2 separate regions of the Mus musculus genome follow, and region 1 is linked to region 2. Evidence: chromatin contacts called from public promoter capture Hi-C data. All regions are on one chromosome and are shown on one strand. Each heading gives the region's core, a stretch centred on a gene start, on an enhancer-like site or on the middle of the called end of the contact. The rest is flanking DNA. Distances are from core to core; before and after follow the strand shown.

What was found. Capture Hi-C pulls out chosen DNA fragments and counts their contacts.
Region 1: a promoter capture Hi-C map of liver shows a contact between it and region 2. The contact joins the promoter of Cys1 here to the promoter of Grhl1 in region 2. A contact is called at or near these places in 10 of 39 promoter capture datasets (the C10 cell line, the HPC-7 cell line, cranial neural crest and 7 more), 2 of 484 Hi-C or Micro-C datasets (erythroblasts and nephron progenitors), 3 of 115 datasets of contacts at active chromatin or transcription factors (embryonic stem cells and memory CD8 T cells) and 3 of 9 other capture datasets (adipose tissue, liver and pancreatic islet).

What each region holds. Positions count from the first base shown.
Region 1 is chr12:24,680,391-24,686,837 of GRCm38.p6, forward strand. Cys1 (cystin 1) reads right to left here and starts at 1,405. Exons shown (of 5, transcript NM_001004455.2): 1 at 240-1,405. The coding sequence starts at 518. The region is part of intron 1 of Gm36129 (a long non-coding RNA gene); the gene reads left to right.
Region 2 is chr12:24,570,297-24,576,586 of GRCm38.p6, forward strand. Grhl1 (grainyhead like transcription factor 1) reads left to right here and starts at 1,991. Exons shown (of 16, transcript NM_001161406.1): 1 at 1,991-2,162; 2 at 5,618-5,804. The coding sequence starts at 2,143.

The DNA of each region.
Region 1 (6,447 bases), core at 155-2,654, 110 kb after region 2:
GTTGTTTGCATTTGTCTCCTTTAACAGAGACAGTAGCGGGCACCCACCCAGGAGGCAGAGTTAGAATATGCAAGAGTGGGGATAAGGAAGGGACACAAAACCCTATAAGGGACTGGGGCGGGGGTGGGGGGCCACTCTGGGTGAGCTGGGGACAGAGGCGCCAAGTAGGGACGGAGGCCTGGGTGGGAGGATACTAGGGATGCAGAGGGATGGGTGGAGGGCCTGGCCCCCATACTCACCGCGGGTGCGAGCCGGGCGGGGCCTCGTGGGGTCAGCTCCTGGGGCCCCCAGGCCTCCGACTCGGCCAGCAACTGATCCAGCAGGCGTAGGGTCTCCTCCCGGCCACCGGAGGGCGTCGCGGGTCGGGGGTCGCGGCCGCTCTCCTCCTGCCCCGCGGCCGTCCGGGCCTGGTCAGCCGTGCCGCCCTCCGAGGCTGTCTCTCCCGGGCCTGTCTGACGCCTGTCAGGGCTGCGTCGCCGCCTCGGGATCCGGCCGCTCCGGCTGCTGCCGCTGCCCATGGCGCGCACCCAGCCTGGAGCGCGCAGCCTGGGAGCCGGGCGGGACTGGGGCGGGAGCGCGGCGGGCCAGATGGGGCGAGGGAACAGCAAGGGGGATTCTGGAGGAGTGAGCGGCGGAGGGTGCGATGGAGAGATAGGGAGGGAGGAGAGTCACGGGGGATGGGAGCTATGAGAAACGGGGGTAGCAGGAGGAGTCACGGGGGGCGCGGGGATGGAAGAGACAGAGAAGCAAGGATGATCTGGGAGGCTGGAGGAAGTAGAGGCTGCTAGGGGAGAGGGGGCGCTCCTCAGGGGGAGAATGGGAGGATGGGGAAAGACTTGGAGGAGATGAAGAACGGGGTGGGGCAGGGGGAGCGCCGTGAGACAGGGAGAAAATGGGGAAGGTGATCCTGGGGGGGAAGGAGAGTAAGCGGGATGAAGAGAGGGTGGGAGTGACTCCCTGGGAGACTCTCAGGGTGCGGCGGGGGTGTGGGAAGTTTGGGGTAGGGTGGCACTGCAGGGAGGTGCAACAGGGTTAGTATTGTATGGAAGGGAGCCTTAAAGGGTGCAGAGTGGATAGACTGGTGGAAGGGAAGTCAGGGCGAAAGAATCATCTTGGAGAAGTTTGGGGGAGGCCCATGGAGCACGGGTGGGAGTCATGCTGGGAGCAAGGGGAGCAAGGCACCGGCTGAAAAGAGCTGGGGGGTGAAAGACAGAAGAATGCTTGAAGCAGAGCCGGATGCCAGGGAAGGGGAAGATCAGGAGTCGGGGTTGGAGACTAGCACTGTCGGAAAGGAGGTCGTTGGGGCTTCAGGTACAGGTCTGAGAGAGCAGAGACAAGGTGAGAGGAGGAGGGAGACAGAAAAGGAGAGCCGGAGATGTGTGTGTGAGTGTGAGAGAGAGAGAATGTCCAAGGGAGGGGAGAGCTTCAGGGTGGCCAGCCGGAGTGAGAGGTTGAGAGGCGTGTACCAGAGGCCCTGGGCAGGGCACACTGAAGGGCGTGTCCCTGGACAGGGACTCGAGGGTAGAGGAGAAGACTCTGGAGTGGGCGTGTGACTTCCTGGGAGGGAAGGATGCGCAGAATTTGGGGTGGTTAGATTGTGGAAGATTGCGACCCCCCGGCCCGGACAGGGTGAATTTAGAGGTCGAAAGACGACCTTCCTCTTCACCATCTTTCTGACCTCCGATTGGAGTTCCTCTGGCCGCTTCACCGCAGGCTCTGGCTTCCTTTTCTCCAGGTATAGATCTGGTTACTAAAGCTGTCACCACTGAGGTTTCTACAGGACTGGGGCGACCCTGGCTTGGCTAGATTTGTGCTTTTACGGGACAATTTCTGGAGGCTTACCATAGGCTAATTCTTTGCCTGCTTCCCTTCCAGCACTTTCCAGGGCAGGGTGATTTAAATACCCCGAAGTTTGGTTTTCTCTGATTTTGGCTTGCCAATAACCGCATCCGTACTGGCCAACCCAATGTGAAAGTGGAATTTTGGGTGAAATTCTTCCAACGGAGGCATAAAATTTTACTATTTTCATCACCGCAGGAATAGATGTATGCCCACAGAAGTGGGATACACGGTGCACAGATGTGTCTAGGTTAGAGATTACTGACGTAAGTTTTCTCTTTATGAAAACAAATCTCATCTTGAAATTCATCAAGCCAAGGGAAAAAAAGTCAGAGAGAATGAATTTTTTCCTTGAGCAAAGTTCAACTCAGTTTAATCATTTAAAAGAAAACACGTTTTACTCCTGCCCAAGTAGAGTCTAGTCATGTGACTCCGAGTTTAAATATAGCCAGCGCTCCTGTGTTCTCCAGAGCAGCCAAATTTTTCTCGATACTCTTGATTTCAACTGTTTCCCCAGACTTGTCTCCGTGGCTGTGCTTGCACAGGAGTCTTGCCAAAGCCTGCGTTCTCTCTGAGCTCACACATAATGTCAGCCACATTTGGAGTCCTGGCTTCCAGGAGTCTGGAAGGGCTAGACAGAGGGAGGCATTGCACTGCAGGCCTGTCATCCCAGCACTCGTGGAGCATAGGCAGGTGATTAGGAGGTCCAGGTCACCTCCGGGAATGCTTTCTTAGCAAGTTTGAGAGGATAGTCTGGGCTGCAGGAGACCAGCCATCTAAAAACAAAACCCACACTAATACCGAGCGCACAGGCAGCCTCCAAGATCCTTTCTAAGGGTAGACAAGAGTCTGCCCAGAGCGAGTTAGTCTCAAGAATCTCAAAAAATAGAAGACAAGAGCTAAACTTCCAGACAGGAGCCTTACAGTCACACGTAGACTTCTGTTTTGTTTGAGACAGGGTCTCTCTTTGTGACTCTGGCTCACCTGGAACTCATTATGTAAACTAGGCTAACGTTAAACTCACAGAAATCCTTCTACCTCTGCCTCTTGAGTGCTGGGATTAAGGGCTCAGGCCTCAAGGGCTGCCCCCATATCCAGGTACCTTTCTATGGAGAGATTATGGACGTTTGCTGGTGATGGTGGATGGCGTGTGAGGCTCAGCTTAAGCACTTTTGGACTAACTCTGAAAACAAGAACCTGTACTGGTAAGTTTATTGTCAGTTTGACATAAATTGACTTGTCTGAGAAGAAACCTCAGTTATGGAAACACCTCCATCAGATTTGCCTGTAGGAAATTCTGTGTGGGCATTTTATTAATTAATAATCGTGTGGACCTTGGAGGTATAAACGTGGTGGTTTGAATAGGTATGGCCCCCGTAGACTCATGTGTTTGAATGTGGCACTATTAGGAGGTGTGGCCTTGTTGGAGTGGGTGTGGCCTTGGAGGAAGTGGGGGAGGGCTTGAGGTCTCTTCTGCTCGAGCTCTGCACAGTGTGGAGCATAGTCTCCTTCTGTTGCCTTTGGATCGAGATGTAGAACTCTCAGCTCCTCCAGCACCACGTCTGCCTGAGCGCCACCCTGCTCCCCACTAAACCTCTGAAACTGTAAGCCAGCCCCTAGTAAGTATTTCCTTTATAAGAGTTGCCATGGTCATGGTATCTCTTCATAGCAATACAATTTAAATTAAGACAATAAGAAAATAAACTAAGCAAGCCATGGGAAGCACACCAATAAGCAGGGTTCCTCCATGGTCTCTGCTTCAACTCCTGCCTCCCAGTTCCTGCCCTGACATTTTTCAGTGATGGCATGTGTAAGCAAGATAAACCCTTCTCTCTTCCAACTTGCCTTTGGTCATGGGTTTAATCATAGCAACAGAGAACCTTGTTAGGACAGAACATAATTTCCAGCCCGGAATATCTTTTCCATAAACTGACTTACTGGGTGTGATGGTGTGCCTGTGGTCCCAGCACTTGGGAGGCTGAGGCAGGAGAACCACCAGGTTTGGAGTCTAGTTCACTTATAGCTTCTTGCTTAGTATGCTCAAGGCTTGCATTTGGTTCTAGAGTGCATGCACACACACACACACACACACACACACACACACACACACACACACACTCACAGCAAAACAAAATCCAATAGCTTTAGAAGAGAGCTACCATTGATGATATATTCTGGAGGGACCAGTGGATGGGTGAATAGTCTGTCTGGCATCTGAAGAAGAAGCTGGTCCTATCCTTGTCCTATCCTTGCAATGGACAAAACAAACCTGCCCACCTTTCAAAGTTCTGCTCAAGTTCCCTTCCCTCAAGGACCTCAGCTAAATGCTGCCTGCCCAGAGCTTCCCTTACCGACGGCACGTCACAAGCATACATCATGGGAATGATGAATAGAGTAGACACACAGCAAAACAGTACATGTGGGTCAGAACACATGTGAGGCCTGGTTCCATCCCCAGCATCATAAACAGAAAGTATTGTATTCAGCAGGCAGTGAGACAATGTAACTTTTTTTTTTTGAGACACGATTTCATGCAGTCTAGACTGGCCTTGAACTCACTGTGTACCCTAAGATGACCCTGGCCTTCCTCTGCCCCCACCCCCAAGTGCTGAGACTACAGGCATGTACCTCCCTCCAGGCTGCATTCATGTGGTGTTGGGGATCAAGCCTGGGGCTTGAAGCATAGGCAAGCACTCTCCCAGGCTGAGCTATATATCCCAGTCCTCACCCCTGGGCTGCTTCTTTTAATGCTACTGAATTGCGTGAGAGGCTTAGACCCTCAGGAGTTCTGGTTCAGCCACAGGGTATGCAGGGGTGTGTGGCAAAGCACCTGCTTAGCTTGATACTTGAGACCCTATTGAAATGAAGACAACAGAGTTGTGAGGGACAGGGAAGGATCATCTCAAATGACCCATCTCAGCCCATCCTCAGAGGTGGAAAGCTGATATCTGAGAGCAGCCAGATGACAGGAACAGAGGAGCCGAAGCCTTCCATATACGTAGGAGCTGGAGACATGGGGCCAGAGGACCAGTCGATGGTCTTTAAGTATGGCATGGGTGTCATCTCCGCCCCTCCTGTTCACACTCATGTACTTTCTTTATGCTACTATAGATGTGAGATTCTCTCCCTGGAATGCTCCCGGGAGCACAGCATCCCTTAGGAGCTCAGGGTGGTATGATGCAGAGTGGAAAAGAAGAGAATGGGCTTGGGTGGGAGGGGAGGGGATAGACAGGAATTGCTAATGGGCAATATTTGGCTGGAGAAACGGTCAAGAACCTGGGCTACTGGATTCAGGAGTCTAGGCTTGACCATGAGCTAGGATCTGGTCCCTCACGTGGGAGGGCTATCCCCTCTCCCGGGTGTATGGACTCAGCCATTGAAAAGGCTCTCTGGGAGAAAGAGATGGTGGTGGATGTGAAAAAAGGGATGGTAACCCTTTTACCAGCCATGGGTAGTTATGATATCATAAGGTTAGAATAATTGGGATAGAGCTTTTATCATTATCAACTGGCTCTGAAATTATTGAATTGGTGTCATGTAAATTGTGACTTTATTGATACATAAATTTGATTCATTAACCATAAAAAGGAAGAAAGAAGAAAGAAAGAAAGAAAGAAAGAAAGAAAGAAAGAAAGAAAGAAAGAGAGAGAGAGAGAGAGAGAGACAGGAGGGAGGGAGGGAGGGAGGGAGGGAGGGAGGGAGGAAGAAAGGAAGGAAGGAAGGAAGAAAGGAAAAGCTCTCTGGATAGGATGTGTGCTAGCCACATGTGGTCACCTCCATGGTTGTCGCCTCCCTGTGTGTCCCTTCTTGGAGACCTATTGCTCACCTTCCCGTCACCCATCATGCAGTGGGAGATTTGGATGCTGTGCAGGCTTTAGGCACCACTAGAGTGATCAACTGTGGAAGCCATCGAGGGCAGCCAAGGGGGCAGTGAGGGAGAGAGCAGGCCTAGGTCAATTTGACCATTCATAATATGTAATGTTTATCCCAGAAGTGAGTCCTGGTGATGCCACTGGCTCAGGGCATGGGACAATGATGGGAGTGTCCCGTGCAATGCTCAAACACCGTACTGTGGAAAGCAGCTGTGGAAACTGACTTGTCAGGAGGCTCCCTTCTGCACACAGCCAGCCATGCAGCCCCAGAGAGCTGCAGCAATGCGAGATTCCTACTTCTTGTTAGAGATCTGACAATGGTCTGCTCTGCTAATCAGCTCGGAGGAGTAGAGGTCTCCAGTTAAAGCTTGGCTTAAGTATTAAAAGAGTCTTGGTGCTTTGACTTGTAACTCATTAACTATTAAGTCATGTTGAACTCCCAGCCTCCTCTGAGGTTACTCATTAATGCTGGTCAGCTCCATACAAGCACCAGGCTGACAGTACCTCCTATCCCTGGCAATACCCCTTTCCTCCACCAGTATGATGGTAGGTGTTGTCAGCCTCCCAGAACCAACTGGAAGATGGGTGCCCCTGGGCTTTACTTTAAGTGATGAAGTAAGATGCATCTTAGTTACACGTTTGGGATTAGTTCTAATGATTTGAATTAATCCAGCCCCCAAAATTAGGAATCTGTGTGTCCAAATGTTGAAGGTCCTTGTTCACAACTGGCTTTTGA
Region 2 (6,290 bases), core at 741-3,240:
GAGCATCATGTCTGTGGTTACTGACTAGAGCGCTAGCACCTCAGAGAACTGAGAACACAGGGTTGGGAGGTGAGAGGCAGCTAGCACAGGACAAAGGCATGGTCAGCCCTTAGCAAGAACACACCTGTCTCCCTGGTCCATCATCTCTCAGTGGCCTCCCAGCTCACCTGACTGCCCTCTCTGCTCTCCTGGCTCTTCTCCCTCTGAGCCTTTGATGTTGGAGGCTCCAGGACCCAGGGGCTCCTCCCTGCCTTAGGGCTTCAGCCATTTCAAGGCTTTGAATTCTTCCCTCAGGATGATCTTGCCCAGAGGTCAATTTTTGGTCCAGATCTCCCACTGGAACTCCAGTCTAGTATCCATCTGCGTGACTCATGTACTCAGAAGGAAAATGAATTTTAAACTTAGCACATCCTAAACAGGACCCTTGCCCACTTATAAACTGCTATGTCTGCTGTCCCTCGCCATCTCAGAGGCAGCAGTCACTCTATCCAGCTGCTCAGCTGAAACCTCTGGTCGTTCTGAACAAGAATGACTTTGGTTGCTGTTGTCAAAGTTTCACTTTGGGCCTGGCCTGGAACTGGAGAGCCTCCTGCCTCAACTCCTGAGTCCTGGGATTGTCTGCACACCATCTGTCAGAGGTGCTCTCTAACCTGCCCTTTGGGTCTCAGAGAATCCTGTTCGTTTGAACACAGAGGCATCTAGAATTCAAACCCTTCTCAGTGTCCCATCACCCCGGGTCATGCTTCTGGCTACTATTTATCTTTTGCTTGTCTCTTTTGAAATTGCCTCCTGCTGATTCCCTACCATTCAGTGACCAGATTATTTGAAAACACGAGTGAAGTCTGTCTATGCCCTACCGCAAGTCCTTCAAAGCTTCCTCACTTAAGGCCTTACAGAAACCCGCGGGGCTCTACAGTTTGCACCAGTGCCCAGTTACTCTCTGGCCACACTGCTTTCCTAGCTCCTCAGTGGACACACTCGTGTCTCCTCTATCACGGTCTATAGCTGTGCCTTCACCCTTATGCCCACCCCCTCGCCATCTACATCTTTAAACCCAGAGAGCTCCACTCTACTTTCCCCATCCACCTGCAAAGAGTGCCATCTCTCTCCGCACACCAAAGGAGTCACCGTGACTCTCAAAGTAGGACGCTCTAGGAGGCAGGAAAATTTGCCTGCTCTGTCTCTGCCTTGTCCTCTCTGTCTAGGTCCCTGTCTCTACTGTTGTAGGCCTGAGGCTGAGGTTAAAGAAACCGACCCATAGGAAAATGGTTTAAAAAGGGGTTAGGATATGGGAGGAAAAAGTGGAAGCCAATCTGGAGCTGGCCAAACAGAAAGACCACACAGGTAGTAGGTAGGGGTTGAGGATGCTAAAGTCCAAATATAGCGCTGGGCAGATGAAGAGCCAAGCAAGTTCAGATGCCCTCAGGAGGCTGGTGGGGACCTCTGGGGCTTGGGAAGGTGTCTTAGAGTGATGCTTTTGACACTTGATAGGTGCCCAATAAACAGGGACCGCTGGCCGGGGAAACGTGGGTTATTAAGAGGCTGTGCAGATTGGCGACTGTCACATGGTGGGCACTGAGAGATGAACCAGAAGGAAACCTCCAAACCTGCACAGCTGCAAAGAAATTCCCTAGGTATTTCCCAGGCAGAGGCCTTGGGGCCGGAGAACTGACCGCGAGAGAGAACTGGAAGGTGAAACGCGCCCACGCGGGTGTGCGCCGAAGCCTCTCGGCGCCGGCGGCACTACCGGCCGGCGCCACCGGGGCCAGCCGCGCGCAAGCTCCCCAGCGCCGCTGAGCACCGCCGAGCACCGCGTGGCCCCCGCCCTCCGGTCCGCCCCCAGGCTCCTCCCCAGAGCTCCATCTCACCAATCAGGAGGAGCTCCCTCCTCCCAGTTCCAGAAGCTCCGCCTTGGGCCGGAGCTCCGCCAGCCAATGGGAGGCCGAGCCCAGCGCCCAGTGCGCGCAGCCCGCGCCGAGCCGGCTCAGAGCGAGAAAAGCGAACCCAACCCGTCGGGGCCGCCGCTCCGGACCCACCGCCTGCCGCCGCGCGCCGCCCGCCGCCGCCTCCTCCCCCCGGATCGGGTGTACTGTCCCAACCCGAAAGTCCAGTTCTGCGGCCCGGCAGCGGCGAGCGAGCGCGATGACACAGGAGTACGACAAGTGAGTGAGGCGCGGGCGCGAGTCCGGCCAGGGCCCGGGGGCCACCGCACCTGCCGCGGCGACGGCGCGGGTTCCGGGAGCTGGGAGGACAGGCTGGGTGGGGCGAGGCTAGGGGGTGGGGGGGGACACTCGGCCTGTCGTCTAAGGGCTCCCGGGCTCCCGGGCCCCGCGCTCATGGACCGGTGGGGACGGGTGGACCCTGGGCAGCCTCCTGTCACCTGCGGAGCTGCCGGAGCGAGAGATCTAGGGGAAGGTTGAAGTGTCCGCTGCCCGCGCGTTTTCTTCACTCCGGCTGCTGTGTGAGAAATCTGCTGTGGGTGTTCTTGGGCCCTTGCATCACCGATGGTAATTACAGAAGACTATTTTTGCCGTTTGGGAATATCAAGAGGAAGAAACTGCACGCAGGGTGATAAAGTTAGAGACCACTGTCGAATCGGGATTGCTTTTTAGAGTTTGGGACATAAGAAAGCAGCGAGAAATGTTCAGTGATGATGTAAGATGTGATCAGACGTTGGCAGGACTTGTGTGGGGGCAGTTCTCGATTTTACTCGCAACTTTTCTATAAATATGAAGATGTTCTGAAAGATCAAGTCTGTCTTATCTCGGCTCAGTAAATCTGGAGTGAAGAATTGGTTTCATAGTTAACTTGTTAAGGGTGGATTTTTCTCATGCTTGTTTTCTGATGAAGGTTAGCTGAGTGTGGAATCAGTAAGAGATTAATCTTGTCTTGTAGAAAATGAAGTTCAGGTAGTGCTCGGCTTTCCTTTTAGAATCCTGACCTATAACTCTTGAAGGTCTGAGGCTCATTTGAAAACACCCATGAACCTTCAGGGCCGGAGCAACAACTTGCTCTTCTTGAAGAAGTGGGCTGCAATTGTTCATGTGTTTATTTCTCTACTTACTGACTAGGCAAAAGTCCCAGTGCCAGCCTCTTGGCCTTAGGCATACTTTGGAAATATAAAATGCCTTCAGGGTAATTGCAGACATAAAGCCACTTGGAAAATATTTATTTTCTGATGCTTGTACCAATGTTGGATGGGATGGGAGAAGGGAAGCTTGAAAAACTAGCATTACGACTGTTGAGCGAGCCAACTGCTGTCAGAGTCTTCTGGAAGTGGCTATTAGACTATTAATAATAGCTCAGCAGTACACCAGAGACTCTCACCACGGAACCGGAACCGCCATCTCTATCGGCCTCAGGACCCAAAGGCTTGCTTGCGGGGAATGCTAGGTTGTGTATTGCTTTCTTCGGATAAAACTTGAGATTTATAAAGATAAGCCTTCTTGATTCTTTTTATGTTTCAAAATAATAAGCTGCTTCCAGATGTAAGCCCTCAGACTCGTCTTTTTTCCTCCCCTTTTCAAAGATGTCCTTTTTTTTCTTCTTCTAAACCTATATCTGTTTTTGAAGGATTTGGGTGACTGCCAAGCCCTAACCTTTGTTGATTACTTGAGAAGATAATCAGACTTTCTCCACTCACTTTTAGAAAAGGTAGGTCACCTCCAGGCCATTTACATATTTCATTCGTGTGTTGCAACGAGACCTGGGCCAGGACAGCCATAATTCAGATAAGTTCCAGACACCTCCGTTCTTGTTCCCTCACACACACAAAAGTACTGCCTCGTCTTGCTGAAGTCAATGTTCCGTTTTTTCTTTCTATTGACTTATTAAACAGTACCGGCTGGACAGTTGTTGAGACTGTTGACATTTCCAGGTTCTGGAATCAGTAGACTTTGCTTGGATTATTTAAATTAAACCTTCTGTAAAGCGCCACTAAATTCACCATTCGTTTTCTGGATTTTTCCCACAAACTGCGCTGTTAATGTGAAATGGTCCTTGCCTGGTGTGAAAAACTAATAAAGATTGTATTTATTTTGGGGGGAAGGGAGCACTGGAGATTAAGCCCAGGAAGCCCCCTCACCCAGAGCAGAGAAGTCACGTGCACAACACCTTAGCCAGGCCCTCTAATCCTAAAGCCTAGTAAAGGTTTTTTACATTTTATTTATTTTATTTTATGAGTTGGTGTTGGCACTCCCTTCACCCTCCCAACATATTCTCCCTCCCTCCCTCTCCCTCCCTCTCCCTCTCTCCCTCTCTCTCTCTCTCTCTCTCTCTCTCTCTCTCTCTCTCTCTCTCTCACACACACACACACACACACACACACACACACACACACACACACATCAGAGGACAACTTGTAGCAAGGCCTTTCTATCAACCATGTGGGTTTTAAAAATTTAACTCAGATACCTTTATCAGCTGAACTATCTTACCAGCCAATGAAGACTTTTAAGTGATTAATTTGCTCTCTCTGTGTGTGTGTGTGTGTGTCTTTAAGAATCAGAGAACAACTTGAAGGGATCTGTTCTCTTCTTCCACTATGTAGGTCCCAGGGATGGACCCTCAGGCCATCAGACTCATGAGCAAGTGCCTTTACCTCTGAGCCATCTTCCCTGGGCCCATGTAAAGATTTTAAAATCCTAACTGTCCACTGTTTTTCTTAAAGGCCGATTTTCATCCTGTGCCTTCGTCTGTTGTAGGCTGAGTGTTTATCTCTAAGATGAGCAGTTCACTCCCATGCCAGAAGATTAGGCGGCTTTACTGATTTATAGGCCCCGTTGGCTACATTCCAGTCTCCTTCTGCTGGTAACAGAAGTCTTCTAACTTTCTCATATACCCTGAAGGATTAAGTGAAATCTCCCTTTTGCTTTCCGTCCCTTCCTCCTGCCCCTGTTTCTCGGAAGGAGCTGTTTAAAGACATGGCCCTGGCTGGGGAAGGGGGAAGTCACATGTCGCAGCCTGCTTGAGTGTGATTAAACTGTATCCATGCCTCGCTGTATCCCGTATGTGCTGTTATAAATATGTAAATAGCCCCGTGTCTTCTTGGGACTAGTTTTGGATTTTGACAGGTAGTATTATCTCAGTGTTTCTGACGGGGGGGGGGGGGGGGGGGGGCTTCCTTCTGCCTTGCCTTCTGAGCCTGTCTTCATCTGACTTACTAAAGCTAAGGCTACTGATGTAGCTATCGTGACACAGGGTGATTTAAAATACGCCTTTAGAAAAAGTGTTTTGTAAACCAAATCTGAATTTTCTGAATGTTTTTGTATTTATTCCAAAATTATCTTTAAGAGGAGTGTGGACGCCATTTCACTAACTTTATTGCGTTTCCTTCAGACAGACCTTCAGAAGCTGTTGGTATTTAATTGACTCTGATACAGGAGATGGAGCCCAGTGCTTTGCTCATGCTAAGCAGTTGCTCTGGCACAGGGCCGTGTGTCCTATTTTAGAGGAATGTCAAAGAACTGTTTATTTAGCTTGGTTTTGGGTGTTGGTTTTTGTTGTTTTGGTTTTTTTTTTTTTTTTTTTTGGTTTTATGGGTTTTGTTTTTATACAGCTTCTAAGCTGTCTGGCTGTAGGAAGTATGGATTTAACTTTTTAATTTCTTCCTCTGAAGCAAAAGGCCCGTGCTGGTACTTCAGAATGAAGCCCTCTACCCACAGCGGCGCTCCTATACCAGTGAGGATGAAGCCTGGAAGTCGTTCCTGGAAAACCCTCTCACTGCGGCAACCAAAGCGATGATGAGCATCAACGGAGACGAAGACAGCGCGGCTGCGCTGGGCCTGCTCTATGACTACTACAAGGTAGGCTGCGGGCTCTTTACAGCTGCGAACGCCATGCTCAGACGCACCTGATTCAGCAGCCTATAAAACAGTCATTTGCTGGTGGAATGTCAGGATGCTTGCTTCTCTAGTGACTATAAATAGTTTAACGAGTCCCCCGGCTTTTGGTGGTTCAAAGCTGAGCATCTACGATCATAGAATCAAAGGGTGGTTTTTAAACAGCTGCTCTGGCCCTCGCTGAAGGAGACGCTGCTAATAAAAGGAGGTAGTAGCCTGTCTCCCCCAGTTTGAGTATTTTAACAGACTTGGTTTCGGGTGTCATGGGAAGGGTTGTTGCTGACTGACCTGTGCTCTCCCCTTCTGAGTGATCAGTGTGACCGCCTTTTCTGTAGCTGCTTTTACAAAGCCTTGGGAGCCGCTGGGGGAAACACACACTTTTGCAATTCTGGGACCTGGTTCTAAGATCAGAATACATTTTCTTTTTTCTAAAGATTTATTTTATTTATA